Regions from separate parts of the Mus musculus genome. Here region 2 is linked to region 1. Evidence: chromatin contacts called from public HiChIP or PLAC-seq data. All regions are on one chromosome and are shown on one strand. Each heading gives the region's core, a stretch centred on a gene start, on an enhancer-like site or on the middle of the called end of the contact. The rest is flanking DNA. Distances are from core to core; before and after follow the strand shown. Region 1 has its middle 12 kb from the start of Edn2. Region 2 overlaps Gm36574 (a long non-coding RNA gene).

Region 1 (7,242 bases), core at 1,919-4,418:
GGAAAGGGACATGGAGACAAGAGTCTAGCCCAACTAAACAAATCATTGTTCCATGTGTGACCTTAATGTGACCTGCTTCTCTCATTGCTCTTGCTTCCCCCAGTGACTATAAGCTGAGCCTCAGAGAGGCCATTGCTGGGCACACAATCTCCCACATGCAAGGGCCCTTTGGTGCAGGAGGCATGCATGCACCCTGGTGCACAAGCAAAGATTCCTGTCCACAGGCCGGTGTGATACTGAACGGTAGACTCCCACCCGCCCCCCACCCCCAGCTACCTCCAAGTGAACTCATGAATATCCACACAATGTCCATGTCCGTTGTGTGCCTTTGCACCAGTGCACACACATGGACATACAGGATCACAGCCATACATGGGCACAGAGACACAGGTGCCTGCAGGTGTGTCCCCACACATCTTAGCCAGCACTCACGGGTGTCCTAGCCAGGCCCAGCCCCAAGGTGGCCTTCTTCATGTCAGAGGAATGCAGACATCTGGAGATGCTCTGCCAGCGGACGTGAGTGAGAGGCCGAGGGGAAACCACATAGGCAAGAATCCAGGCAGGAGTGCCAGGGTAAGGCGGGGCTCTCGAGTGCTAGGAATTGTGCAGGAGGTGGGGCACGTGCAGACACTTGCTCTAGTCTTACCTGTCACCCCGTGTCCTTAGGTCTTGGAAGTTCATGGGGGCTCAGAGATCATCAGCCCCTGCTTGAAGCAGATTACAGATTCTCTTCAACTGGGGGTGTCCTGTGGCAAGACCCTAGCTAGCTCCATCTCTGGGTTGCAGTGGCTGGGTCTGAGCAGAAACAGGATATGCTATGTCCTTACCAGGGAACCAAATGAGCTGTGAGCAAGAGATCTGCAGGAGAATTGCCATTAACACAGCATTGAATGTCAAGGGTGACGGTGGTATAGGGGTCACTGTAAGTCTGGTATAGGCTAAGGCCAGAGGCTAGGACTGAGCCAACAGCCTATTTGGTACTAAGACTTTTGTGCCTGCAAATTCCCATAGTGCTCACAAAAGGGAGCACCCTATTCCCCATAAATGGACATATAATTTGAGGGACAGAGAGATGCATGGGTTCATAAAGCTTCAAAGACCCCAGAACAGGCTTGCCTTGGGTACCCCACATTAAGCCATTGTACTGGCAAGCTCTGCTTCTGTGCACAGCTCACACCCTGAGAGGTTTGCAAGTGAGGCCTCAGTCTGGTTGACAGGAGAAAGATGCTGTCCTAAATGCAGGGACCTCAGGCTACAAAGAGAACAGGGGCCTCCAACTTCTATGGCACCACCCTGCCCAGGATGTATCTATGTGTAAGACCATAGTAGAAGGAAGGATGTGAGGAGGGAGAGAAGATAATGAGCAAAGCTAGGGATGTAGCTCAATTGGTAGAGTGCTTGCCTGCCATGCACAAAGCCCTGGGTTCAATTCCTAACACCACACTAATCAGGAATGGTGGGTGGCACATGCCTATAATCCCCATCACCCAGGAAGTGGAAACAGGAGGTTCAGAAGTTCTAGGTTATCTTTGGCTATATAGCAAGTTTGAGACCAGCGTGAGGTATATGTTACCATGTCTACAAATTAATTAATTAACTTGATGCATTAAAAAAAAAAAAGAAGAACAACCTGGGCTGCACCCAGGAAGTGGAAACAGGAGGTTCAGAAGTTCTAGGTTATCTTTGGCTATATAGCAAGTTTGAGACCAGCTTGAGGTATATGTTACCATGTCTACAAATTAATTAATTAACTTGATGCATTAAAAAAAAAAAAAAGAACAACCTGGGTTTGTAAATCTGAGACCAGCCTGGGCTAATGAGATAATACTGAATACACATACACACACACACACACACACACACACACACACACACACACACACACACACACACACCACATACCCCGAAATAAGCTAAGCACTAAAGTGAACAAGGTTACCTCCGTTTCCTCCTACAGAACTTAGTCTGAGAGAAACAGAAACCAAAGAGTTTCAGAATTCATTCCAGGATGTTGGAACAGCCCCAAGTGGAGCTTTGGGGTTCCTAGGTGGTGCGGTCCCCATGAAGACCAGCTCAACTACAGAGTTCCTGATGTAGCACCTTCAAAGATGACCTCCTGCAAAAGCCCCCAGGCCAACTGAGGCCCTGGGGCTCCAGCCAGCTTTAGGGAAGTTTGTCGTGGTGTCAGGAAGCATGGACGGGGGTGAGAGAAGCAGGAGCATATTGGAGAAATATGCCGTCCAGAAAGCCTTCCCTGCAGCCCACCGCCACTCGACCTGTCCCCTGCAATGCTTGCAACCCACACGCTAGACCATCTGGTTCTGCCCTCAAGGATTCAGGGATGGGTAAGGCAAAAACTCTTGTAAAATATAAAGGCAAGTGATGATGTACTCAGGGCTGCAGGGACCCTGGCCCAGACATCGCTGCTCCATCTCCGAACACCTTGCCCCCATCCACTGGAGCCTCAGAACTCCCACTCCAGGTGCCAGAGATGAAAACGTGAGCAGTATGCATCAGCTTGGAGGGTCCCTGGGTCATTCCAGCCCAAAGAAGGATCCATATCCAACTGAAAGAAGGAGCCCAGATTGCCCTGGGTTGCTAACTGCTGTACCAGAACGTGTGTGGTCTAGGCTTCATCTCTGATCTGAGCCTTGATATCCATAGACTGCAGTGTCTACCACTCAGAGTTGATCTGTCATCAGATGACACTTCGTTTAGAAAGACCCAGTCACGACCTAGTACACAAAAGACCTTCTGTGTGGCCATCAGTAATTTGCAAACTTCTCAAGGCCCTGCACCCCTTACCTAATACAGGAACTGAGGCAGGGCAAAATAGCCAGGTCACACCTTTTGCCTGCAAGACATGCCCAGGCCCAGGGAAGGAAAACACCAGCCACGCTGGGGGCAGGGCTAGGGAAGGCCTCATCCCTGCTACCTCCTCCTACATCAGCCTCCATGTGTGTTCCATAGGTCCCAGATCACCTCCATGAGCCACTGAAGGATTCAGTCCATCTGACTATCCCATTAGGCAGGGATGGAGGTCAGGGGGAAGCGGCTTCTAGGTGATTCATACAAGGACTTGCGTTGTCTGCACCATTTAGGGACTAGGTACCACAAGGCCTCCCGGGGGGCTGGGCCTGAGGGGCCCTCACAGGCTCCAGCTCCTGGCGGCGGCCCTGATCCGGGTGCACGTGGCTGCGGTGCAGCCTCCCGGTGATGTCAGGCCCACCGCGCCCCGGCCCCGGCACGTTCGTCCGCTGGCAAGCCGGGAACAAAGCGTCCTCCGCATTCCTGCGAGCTGACTCACGGCCGTCACGTAGCGCGCCGCCGCGCGGCTTTGCCCAAAATTGGTGGCAAGGCAAGGGCGGGCCGAGCACCACAGCTGCCACCTACTCGCAAAGCCATGCTCGCTGGACCGCTCGCGCCCCCAGCACGAGGTTTCCCAACGCGCACATCGGAGGGAAATGCCAGTGTGGGCCCTGTGGCTTGGGATGCGAGGGTGGCAGTAGGTGAGCCTCTGCGGGAGGCCCTGCTTCTTATGCAGCCTCGGTTTCTCCATGTGAACAATGGAGATAAGCCCCTGAACAAGGTTGCAAGGACCTGGCTTTTCTCCCTAAGATAATACAGTCAGAGGAAACTAAGGCTGAGATTGGAGCCCTGGTTGTAAGGTTTCAAGCTTAGCATATGTCCCCTGGAGCATGAAGCGGGCTCCCTCTCTCCTATAGGGGTTGAGGCAGGTTGGAGAAGGCCAAGGCTATTCCACCTGTTCTGGTCCCTGGCTCATAGCTGTCAGCCTCAGGGCGCCCTCCAGAGGCTGTGGGAGAAGTTGCAAGCACAGTACTGGAGGAAGGAACAAACCTTGGTCTCCTGGGTTATGTGGTCTTATGCTGAGCCACAGAGAGAAACTGAGTTAAGCTCGCTTCTCTTTTCAGGCAGAGGGCAGGAGGATGGGGCTTAGGGCAGTCGGGACAGTAAGACCTGGAAAGTGAGGCCATGGGATTTGGAGTTTGGAGCCAGCCTATCGTTCAAAAGATAGAGAGGGACCAGAACCCAGTTGAAAAGGTAGATGTGGTGGCATGAGATTATAATCCCTTCACTACTGCACAGAGATCGGAGGGGGAAACAAAAACAAAAACAAAAACAAAAACTGGGAGATTGACAGGAAGCTTGAGGGCCAACTGGTCTGAGTCCACAAAACAGGAGGAGCAAGCAGACGTTGCTTCAACAAGGATCAAGAAGAGAGCTGACCACAGAAAATTTTACCCTGACTTCCACACACATATACCCAAACTCAAGATAGATAGATAGATAATTCCCATGCCCTGAGACCATCATAGGAGGTAGCCTGGGCTACTCTTCTCAGGCTCTGTGGTCATCCACTTAGAAGGAAGTATCTCACCTCCTCAGAGCTGGACTGGATTGGAACCCCCCTGGCCTGCCTTCCCCCTAGCCATAGACACAGTCCCCTGCCCTCCCTCCTACGGTCTTTTGCTCCAACTTGATTGCACGAAAGCTAAGTTCTGGACTTGATGTTCAAGACCCTGGTAGCCTGCTTTCTCTCCACTAAATGCCATGAGTGATGCACCCCTCTCCCAGGATGCTCCATGTGCCCTCTGCTCAGACTTTGTGGCCCTGTTCAACTGTCTCTCCTAAATAAAGGAAAGTGCCAAGAATCCTCAGATGGAAGCACTGACAGGCCCTCTGAGCCTCTGGCTCCTGATGCACTTTCTTTTGGCCAACACAGACACACTACCCAGCCCCTGGTCACAGGAAAGTACTGATGTCCCCGGGGGTCTCTTTCCCCAAGTCCCAGAGACCACAGGTCGAGCAGAGTGGGCTCTGTTTGTTTACTGCACTGCAGACAGGACCTCAACCTCAGAGCCAGAGACCCTTCCCTGCTGTGTCTGGCTGTGTTGACCCTAGCAGCTGACGGCCTCTATGAACCTCATTCCCAGGACACACCCTGTCCACTTCCTGAGGCTATTTAGAAGATCAAATGAATGAAGACAAGGAGAGTGCTTAGCACGTGGGCACAGCTGCCCACACAGTTGTCATTATCACCAAGTCATTGCTCTGGACCTCCCTTGTGCCCGAGGCCTGGGTTTCAAGGCTGGGCAGTGGCTGATGAACTCAGAAGCAGTCTCAGCCCCTGGTTGACTCAGGCTGAGGATGTCCCAGAAAAAAAGTGGTTGCTTTATGGTCAGCATGAAACCAACAGGCCCTCCCCAGCCCTATCCACCTACGGGGTCTCTTCAGTGCCTCTTATCTGGGGAGATAAAGGCCATTTCCCCTTGGAGAAGACTCTTTTCAGCTGTCTGCCTGGCCTTGACAACAGTTTCTCTGACCCAGACCTGGGGAAGACTGGACAGAGAAGGCAGAGGCCTCTGGAGGATACCAGGCATAGTTTTCAGGTAGATTGATGGGCATGCCCACTTTATCAGTCCTTGGAGGAAGAGTGTCTCTCTCTGTCTCCATTATCTAGTCCACTGTGAGGTAGATCGATTTAAGAAGTGGATGAGTCACCCCACTTGGGAACTTGAAGTATGAGCTGCTGAAGCCAGGGTGGTCAAGGCTGTTTGCTATGCCCTGGCCCTCTATTCTGCGGTGGCTCCTGGGAGGTGGTGGGTGTCCCTCTCACTCATTCAATTCTCCTCAGCTCTGACTAAGGACCAGGGCTTGGATTAGAGTCCTTGGGCTTTCTGTTCCTTGGGTGAAACCATTGGACTGAGGTTGTCCAAAACTCAGAGAACTTGGGGATGGGGAGATGGATCAGTTGGTAAAATGCTTGCTGAGCAAGCACAAGAATCTGAGTTTGAATCTCCAGGACCCATGTAAAAAAAAAAAAAAAAAAGGAAGGGAGGGAGGGAGGGAGGGAGGGAGGGAGGGAGGGAGGCAAGGAAGAAAGCCGAGCATTGTGGTACACTTTCAGAATTCTAACACTGAGGAGACAGAGACAGGGAGAGCCCTGGGACTCATTGGCCAACTAGCCTAGCCCAATCAGCAGGCACCAGATCTCAGTAAAATACTCTGTCTCAAAAACTAAAATAAACAACAAACACCAAGGGTTGGTTTCTGATCCATACAGATGTGTGATAAACAGAGTGACAGAGGGGGAGAAAGAAAGAAAACAGCACACATATTAACGTACTCTCACACATACAACACACACACGAAAGAAGAAAAAAAAGCTTTCATAGTCCCATGACCCATAAAGGTATCATTATATTTCATCATTGTATGCCACCTGGTCCTATACCAGTGTCTCCCAAGTCAGGCAGGATTTGTGAATTCCAGCAATGTAAGACTTTAGTGAACCTGAAAGGAGGCTCTCTGGTCTCATGGACAACCAACCCCTGGTTATGGCAGCTAGGGAGAGAGTGCGCTTGTCCTGTTAGGTTGCGCCCACTAGGCCTGCCTGGGCCTAAGACTCCTTGCCAGACCCAGATGAGCGTGAGGTCATTGGGCCATCCCAGCTCCCTGTCTGATCTCGCTGCCGTGACTCAGCTTTGCCTTACCCAAACCTCCTCCTCCTGGGGGACCCCAACAATGGCCTGGCCTGGTCTGTGCCACACACAGCCTACCATCCTCCACTCAGGACCTCCTCCCTGAGTCACCGCTCAGCTCACCATCCATCACAGTATGTAAACAGCCTCCTCCCTTTCCCCAGCAAGCTCCCAGGATTCCTAAAGGTTTGGGGTCAAGTTGAAGGATGGCAGAGTCTTCTCTTGCTGCCTCCAACCTCAAGATTCAAGGCTGTCATCCTGGACATGCTCTTGGGGACTTTGTGGAACTATCAGAAAAATCTAAATTGAATTTGAGAGTTCCGGTCAAGAGTGCCCACTGAATTGGACTCAAGTCTCACTTCTCTCTTGGCCGGTTAATCACCTTGGACCAGATTCCTCATATGAAAATAAGGCTGACAAAGCTGCATCTGTTATACATATGATGGCACTTGCTGGGATGGTGGCTAAAAATGCAGGCTGTGAGGCAGGAAGACCTAGAACCCATAAGCCACCTTCGCTGTCTGAGTCTTGGGCTTCTCATCTGTTAGACAAGAGTAACAAGAAGGACCTTTTTTTGTGGGACAGGAAAAAATGGAACAACACAAGCAAAGCACTTGGTGCAGCGTCTGGCATGTGGGATGTGCTCAGAAGCAGGAGCTGTGGGGACAGAATGCTGGCCACATGACAAGGCCACGTTGGACGCTCTGGATGAGGTGGAGGGTAGGTGATTGATACAGTG
Region 2 (7,242 bases), core at 3,079-5,578, 220 kb after region 1:
CTCTCCCTCCCCTGTCCCTCTCCTTCTCTTTCAACCCCACAGGTGAGATCAGCAGGTTTGTGGTGGTGCTGCTGGTATGGACTGGGGAAGTAGGGAGGCAAAAATCGGTGGAGGTAGGATGGGGAGTCAGGAGAGTCAGAACTGCGGAAGGTCCCTTCTCATAGATATTCCATGCATCAGGGGCATGTATGTACTCCAGGTGCTACCCAGACACTATTAGAAGACAGGTCTCCTTCACTGTCACTTAGAGTCACAGTCAGCCTCACACACAAGCCCAGACAAGACACATGTGCTTATGAACTTCACACACACACACACACACACTTACACACACATGCATGCACTTTCATGTGTGCATGCACATGCATGCATATACCATATACTCACATGCACTCATGCACTGGGATGTTGAAACGCTGGCAGTTTTCATACTCATTCATACACTGACACACCCACCCCCAGCCACCTCCACACACACACCCGCATGCACCTGCTACCTGATGCACACATGTGATTCCACAGTCACGTTCACATGCAAACAGGCACAAGCACACTCCCTGTGTCTTTGTGAATGACTGTCAGTCTCTGAAAGCACTCTTTCTCCCTCCTCCTATCTCCTCCTACTCCCTCACTCTCGTCTCTCCCCTCAGTCCTCAGCCTGTCCTTGTCTGGAGTCCTGCCCTCTGGGCTGAGCCCTAGAAGGAGAGGCTGTCATTTCCAAGAGGGCAGATTATCGGGCACAGACAGCATTCGGCCTTGAGGAAGGGCTAAGGTTGGAGATTTTAATGCACCCCCTCTTCCAGATGATTTACTGTCAGATCCTATGCTGGATTTAACAGCAACAAAACTTACCCCCTCTTCAAACAAAACCCTCCTACATGCTTGCCACAGTGAATATCCAAACAACTCTGTCTAATCCTAAGCAGCAACTGAATAGCTGTTTTCCTGAGAGTTTGAGCACTAACTAGGTATTATGCTGAGTAGCTGTTTACTGAGGGTTTGAGCACTTACTAGGTGCTATGCTGGGTAGCTGTTTACCGAGGGTTTGAGCACTAGGTACTGTGCTGAGTAGCTGTTTACTGAGGGTTTGAACACTGGGTGCTGTACTGGGTCCTCCATCCCACCCATTTCCTCTGTCAACCTCCCACCAGGAAGATCAGATCTGTTCCACAGAAAAGGAAATCAGACCTTGTACAGTGCTTATGACCTCCAAGTGACAAAGCTGGGTCTCAAAGTGAGGTCTAACAATTTTCACAGTCAATGCTGCACCCAGAGACATCCTCTGTATTAGCAGGTGCTGGAAAAGACACCTGCCAATCAAAGCTAGCTACTGGCCATTATTCCCCCTAAAAATCCTTGGGTCATTCTCTGCCTTCCACCTGAGGACCTTTGCAAATTGTCTTTGGGTCTCTAGCACTTCTGTTTCCAAATTACCTACCCGCTCATCCTTCCAAGTCCCCTGCTACAAATTAAGTCTGTTAAAGGAATTATTCTGGTTCTGTCTGTCTCTTGCTCACTTCAGCCAGGCCTAGGTATCAAGTGTTTGCTACAAACACAATGGCTCATCAAGGTGTTATGTTAGGCATACTTAGAAAAGAGGAATTCCTTTCTTAGATATCATTGGTTTCCTCTCTCCACTTTATGCTAAAAGTAGATCCTTCTACATTTTGGAAGGTAAAATATTCTCTTTTGAGACAATATTTCATGTAGCCCAGGCTGGCTTCAAACTTGCTACACAGCCAAAGATGACCTTGAGCTTTTGATTCTTCAACTCCCAGCTCCAAAGTGCTAGGATTATAGATATGCATCACCAGGCCTAGCTGGGGATTGAACCCAAGTCTTATCGAATGATAAGCAAGCACGCCACCAATTGAGCTACATACCCAGTCCACAAAATGTTCTTTTTAGTAAACTTGAGAAAAAAAATCTCAAATTACTGATTCTCTGGTTTCACTGCATGTCACTCCCCATTTCTCAGTAAGAAGGTCTGGGAACCTCTGGTTACTGATGCAGCTCACCCATGGCTCTCCACCTGTGCATCGTCACCCCCACAGAGGTCACTATCAGATAGTCTACATATCAGATATCTGCACCACTAGTCACAACACTAGCAAAATTACAGTTATGACGTAACAACTACATAATTTTATGGTTGTGGGTCACCACAACATGAACTGAATTAAAGAGTTGCAATGGAAGGAAGGTTGGGAACCACTGACCTAATCTTTAACCCCTCACTGCTACAAGATGAAGAAATGAATGCAAGACAAACCTAACTTGTCAAAGAAGTAGCTTTCTCTATGGACTGCCTAGACTTTGGGATCAAAGATTTGCTTCAAAGCCAACCAAGGTACTATGTGATCACACGTAAGCAAGTCCCTGGGTTTGTGTGAGCCTCAGTTTCCCCACTTGACTGTTACCTAATCTGAGAATGGAATCAGACATAAATTTGATTATAATTTAGAATCTGTGAAGAGTGAGTTGCCACAATCAGTTAGCTATCTTGGCCCACGCCCTGTTATGCCTCCCTGGCTCTTGTGTTCTACAGGGACAAGAGTGGTCTATGGAACACTCACAGTTGCACAATGTGGTCCTCTGAGACTCATCTTCAGAGAGCACAGAAGTTCATCTGTGGTTGACAGCAAGCTATGAGTTACTCTACAGAGAGGACAGTAGAGTAGCTAGCACATGGCTGACTGAAGAGAAGCGGCTACTCTTTCCTTTCCCCTCACATCTTTTTCCTCTAGCACTGTTCTCTGAATTTCTTCAGTGGCAACTGTTTCCTTCCTTAGGGTTTGATTTTGGAAGAATCCCAAGGTCAGAGGGTCAGAGGGTTAGCAATGGAACCAAAGAGGGACACCTGCAGGGACACAGAGGGGAGGGCTTCTTTCCTGTTGGCCCATGCAAGCCTTACATGGCTTCCTCTGCAGAGGTAGGTTTGCATCTCCCTAAATAGGTGGTCATTGTGGAAGTTCAGAGAGGAGGACTCTGGCTTCTGCGGCAGCCTGTCATCTGTGCCAAGCCAGATGTCATAAACAGGATGACACAGCACCTATTCCACACCCCCATCCCTCTTAAGTGAGTGAAGCAGAGCCCTGCCTGCCTTCTGCTGCTTGCTGATGGACATAGGGGAGTTTCAAGGACAACTCAGAAGGTTCAAACTAGACAGTGACCTTGGCAGTATCTAGCCCAACTCCCTCCTTCCGCACTCTCCCTTATCTATAAGGAGAAGAAAGCCAGAGGGAGCAAGCACCACCCAAAGTCTCCTGACCCTCACCCCGTGTCCTAAAACTGCCCTGAGACACAGCTCTGCCTAAGAGGAGCTAACAACTCCTCTCCTAGGATTTCCTGAGAATAGCTACAGCTGTGAAGGAAAGAGAGTAAGCCTAAGAAGAGATGTAGGGTGGAGGGAAGGCTGCCAGCTAAGAGAAATGGACAAATCAAGGGATGCTACCCCACACTTTGAGCTCAAGGCCCTCCCTGCTATGGAGCCCTTCCTCAGCAGAGGCCAGCTAGACAGCCACTGTGTCTTTGGCTCCCCAGGTGACCAGGCAAGCACATCTGTCTTCAGCATCTTCATCTATGAGCGAGAATAAGTACTGTCTCATATCTATCCCAAGACATTCACCTTGCCTGTAAGGGCTATAGCCCACAGCAGAACCTGATAGCCATAGTGACAGAGGTGCTCTGTGCCACCAACTCCCTCAGGGCCCAGGGCAGGTGCAGAAAGGGTCTCTAGCTTAGGGTTTTTGCCTCAGTCTCCCATTAGATCCACTCTCTGGATCATCTTTGCCCCTCCATTTCCCCCAAATCTTCTAGCCTCCTTTAGCAGTTGCTCATGGGAGACTGAGCCTAGGAAGGTGCGCCACCTAGGGGCCCTTGGCTTCCACTGTAGCATGAAGGTACAAGGAAGGAAGTAGCAGGCAGGGTTGGCTCCATCTGACTTCTGGGCAGTTAAGAAAATTCAAAACGGGGAAAGTGGAAAATCAGACAGCAACAACACGACATAATCCAGACCAGATCTCAGGCCTTCTGATCTAGCAAGCTCTTCTTTTTGTCTCCGTGTTCCAAGGACATCTGGGTAGAGGGACATTCACCCATTAAAGTAAGAGTAAACGATACTCTTTGGTGGCACAGAAGTCCTTTTAAATCACTGGGAAATGTTCTCTGCTTGTTTCCATGAAGATTTGGAGTGGACTGGAGTAAGCTGTGGGTGGGAAAGGCCTGATGGAAACCGCAGGGGACAAACCAGGGCCTGGCTTCATCAAGGACTTGGCTGTGTGACTCCAGTTGCTGACCAGGAGAAAGTTCCAGAAAAGTAGCAAAGTGGGATCAACTTCCTTCTGTGTTCTGAATAAAATTTGAAAGCAAGCATGTGACTCACTTTCAAGCAACCACTGGGGCCATCTGCCCCTCCCCCACCAGTCTAGGACAAGAGCCAAAGTTCTTGCCTCCCTCCCTCCCCTTCCCTCCTCTCCCCTCCCTGACCTTTATCTTTCCCACCCCCATCCTCCCTTCCCACCCACTGTCCCTCATCTATACCCCCAACTGCTACCGGCCACCTCACCACTCTTCTGGACCCTAGGGGTAGTTTTTGCTTTGGCCTCTGCCTGCAGTACCTTCTGTGCAACCCTCCCTCCGATTGCCTTCAGGGTTTTAATTAAATGTCACCTTCTGGAGAGAGGTCTTCCCTACCTGAAGCTCAGCACCTGCCCGGCTTTCTCAGCCTTAGCATTGTTCTGAATGTACTTTTGTCTCCGTCCTGCCTGCATTCAGTCTGCCCGTTGCTGAGTTCTGAGCACAGAGTAACTCTCATTAAGTGTGTGGATGACTATTCAAGTAGTCATTCTAAAAAGAAAGTAAAAACAGAACGCTGACCTACCCCACAGACTGCCCTTGGAAACTCAGAAAACAGTTAACATGCAAATGCTTCATTTGAGAAACCCCTGCCTTTGAGCATTCACTGGTCCCTTGGGCACTAGGAGACAAGGGAAGGCATGGCAGTGCCCCTCACCCCTGTAGATAATGAAGTGGAAGCATCGCCCGCAGGCTCAAGGGCTGGAGGGGGGCCCACAGCTGGTCCGGGTATTGCTAAGAGCCCAGTCTGTAGGCTCAGCCGCTGCAGAGCCATCTCCTTCCCACGCTGCAGCTTCTGTGGAGTGGGGGACCTGGAAGCACTTACGCCAAAGCACTCTGCTGAAGTATTGTTCTTCGCATAAGCACAGCACTTAAGTGGCCACCCAGTCGGCTTTCAGAGGGCCATCTCAGGGGACAGACAGAGCCTTTCCTAACATGCGTGAAAGCTTATTAGGCACCAACTCTATGGCAGGCTAAGAGACCAGTCCGGGGCTGAGGAGACCAGCTGCTCAAAGCACCAGGGCTGGCTTCCCAGAGCAGAATCTGTCCTCCTGGGGGAGCTGAGGGCAGTGGGTGGACTTGGAGAGAAGTGGGGAGGTGTGGGCAGGGCAGCACTTGGGCCAGGTATAGAGAGTCTAGGACTGAATCCCAGCTTCTCAGGCAAGTGAACTCTATCTCCACTGGCCAATTTTGAGGGGCTAATTTTACCCTTCTCACGCACTGTCCTCTATGGACTAGTCTCTGATGCAGCTCCCAGCAAACTATGTTAGCATGTGTGCCCCAGGGGAGTTTTGCTTCCAGGGGACATTTGGCAATGTCTGGAGACAGCTTTGGTTGCCACCTCTGGAGGATGTGACTATCCAGAGATAGCAAATGCCAGAGATGCTAAACATCTCTTATGCTGCACAGCATCCCTCAAGGATTACCTCGCCTGAAATGTCAGTTGTGACAAAGTAGAAAAGCCCACCAGACCAAGTCCTAGAGAAGCAGGATATGTGCACATGCTGGAGTCTCCTTTACACACACACAGCGCCCAGGGTGTTGCCTGGAATTATATCCTTGAGTGCTTACTGATGGATGTGGACCAAAGCAGAAAGCCTCAGGGTCCACCTTGCTCTGGGCCTGTGATTTAAAACCCTCTGGTTTTATCCATCAGAGCGCACAGAACCTTCTCATTGACAGGCTGACAGATCTGGGGTTGGAGGTCAGAAGTGTCCTCAGGAAAGGAGGACTCAGGTCCTGCTTGTATGTGTTTCCATTTCTCCCTGAAGTTTCCAGCCCCTGCTATGCCTTTATACACCCCCTCTCAGATGTCTTGGAATTGGCCTGACATAACTGTGAGCTTAGTTCTCCACACACACCCTCTTTGAAGAGCCTTAGTGAGTCACTTTATTCTCCCTTCTCATCTGTAAACTGGCGCCATGATACCTGACCTGCCCCAAAAGCTTGTGAGCCCACACTGAGGGCTGGACTGGCATGGACAAGACTCTATCCTAAGCAGGACAAGTTGGGTACTTCAGGTTGGAGAGTTCTGATTGCAAGGGCCTGGCTAGACGGAGCAGCTTATGGGGCAACTCTGATTACCACGACCTGGTCAGGCCAGAACCACTAAAGATACCCCAGACACAGGGCCCAACCAAGTCAGCAGCAGGTAACCCTGATCTAAGACCCAGGCAGATGCTCAAGGTCTCTGAGTGGGGCAGCACTTGGCATATTCACTCACTCTTCTTCCTGTTGTGAACACTTGTGGCACATGTCATATTCACTGTTGTCCCCAGCAGAGCCCGACCAGATCTGCATCCTGTCCTAATGTCCTCACAGTCTTACTTGACACTTGGGCCAGCCCCTCTTGGAGGAGATACATTTCTAAAGGAACTGAGGAACATGGAGGTAAGGCATCACGAGATTGAAGCCTTCCTACTTAGCAACCCTCCCCCTCCTTCAAGAGTTCTAGGCGAGGGCCCTGACACCCAAATGAATTTCATGTCACCCTGTAGGAGGGAAGAAGGGAGCCAAGTAGACAGCTTGCTGAGGCTATAACAAACAACCTGAGGTACTCAACTCATGAAGAGAAAACATTTATTTCAGAAAAATGTTCTGCAAGTTCTGACCCATGATCCATCAGTTCCACTGCTTTAGGCCTGGGGCAAGAGTGTGTGTGCCCGGGCAAAATCAGTCGCCTCACTACCCAGGCAGCCAAAGCAGAGGAGAGAAAGGGCCAGCGCTCTACAATTCCCTTTGGCGTCAGTCTTTCCATGCTCTAAGAAACACCCATTAGGCTTCCCCTCCACAGCACCTCCCTCCTAATACCACCGTGTAAGAGACCGAGGCTTTGATACATGGGCTTTTGGGAGACATTCAATATGCAAGACATAGCAGAGTCAA

Evidence for each region. HiChIP or PLAC-seq counts read pairs in DNA pulled down with a chosen protein or histone mark.
Region 2: a contact with region 1 is called in a CTCF HiChIP or PLAC-seq map of the NIH/3T3 cell line, with 9 read pairs. The contact joins two enhancer-like sites. A contact is called at or near these places in 1 of 15 datasets of contacts at CTCF or cohesin (the NIH/3T3 cell line), 6 of 484 Hi-C or Micro-C datasets (the 3T3-L1 cell line, cerebellar granule neurons, cortical neurons and 3 more) and 3 of 115 datasets of contacts at active chromatin or transcription factors (embryonic basal ganglia and embryonic stem cells).

What each region holds. Positions count from the first base shown.
Region 1 is chr4:120,145,568-120,152,809 of GRCm38.p6, forward strand. No RefSeq gene overlaps it. Among named protein-coding and RNA genes, the nearest start is that of Edn2, 12 kb to the right of the region's middle. Within about 2 kb of position 3,169, at least 182 of the 459 cell types and tissues checked have an H3K27ac peak or open chromatin away from gene starts, as enhancers often do. A contact at or near this core is called in the NIH/3T3 cell line, cortical neurons, embryonic basal ganglia and 1 more, where this site is marked.
Region 2 is chr4:120,364,988-120,372,229 of GRCm38.p6, forward strand. The region is part of intron 3 of Gm36574 (a long non-coding RNA gene); the gene reads right to left. Among named protein-coding and RNA genes, the nearest start is that of Gm36574, 29 kb to the right of the region's middle. Within about 2 kb of position 4,329, at least 88 of the 459 cell types and tissues checked have an H3K27ac peak or open chromatin away from gene starts, as enhancers often do. A contact at or near this core is called in the NIH/3T3 cell line, cortical neurons, embryonic basal ganglia and 1 more, where this site is marked.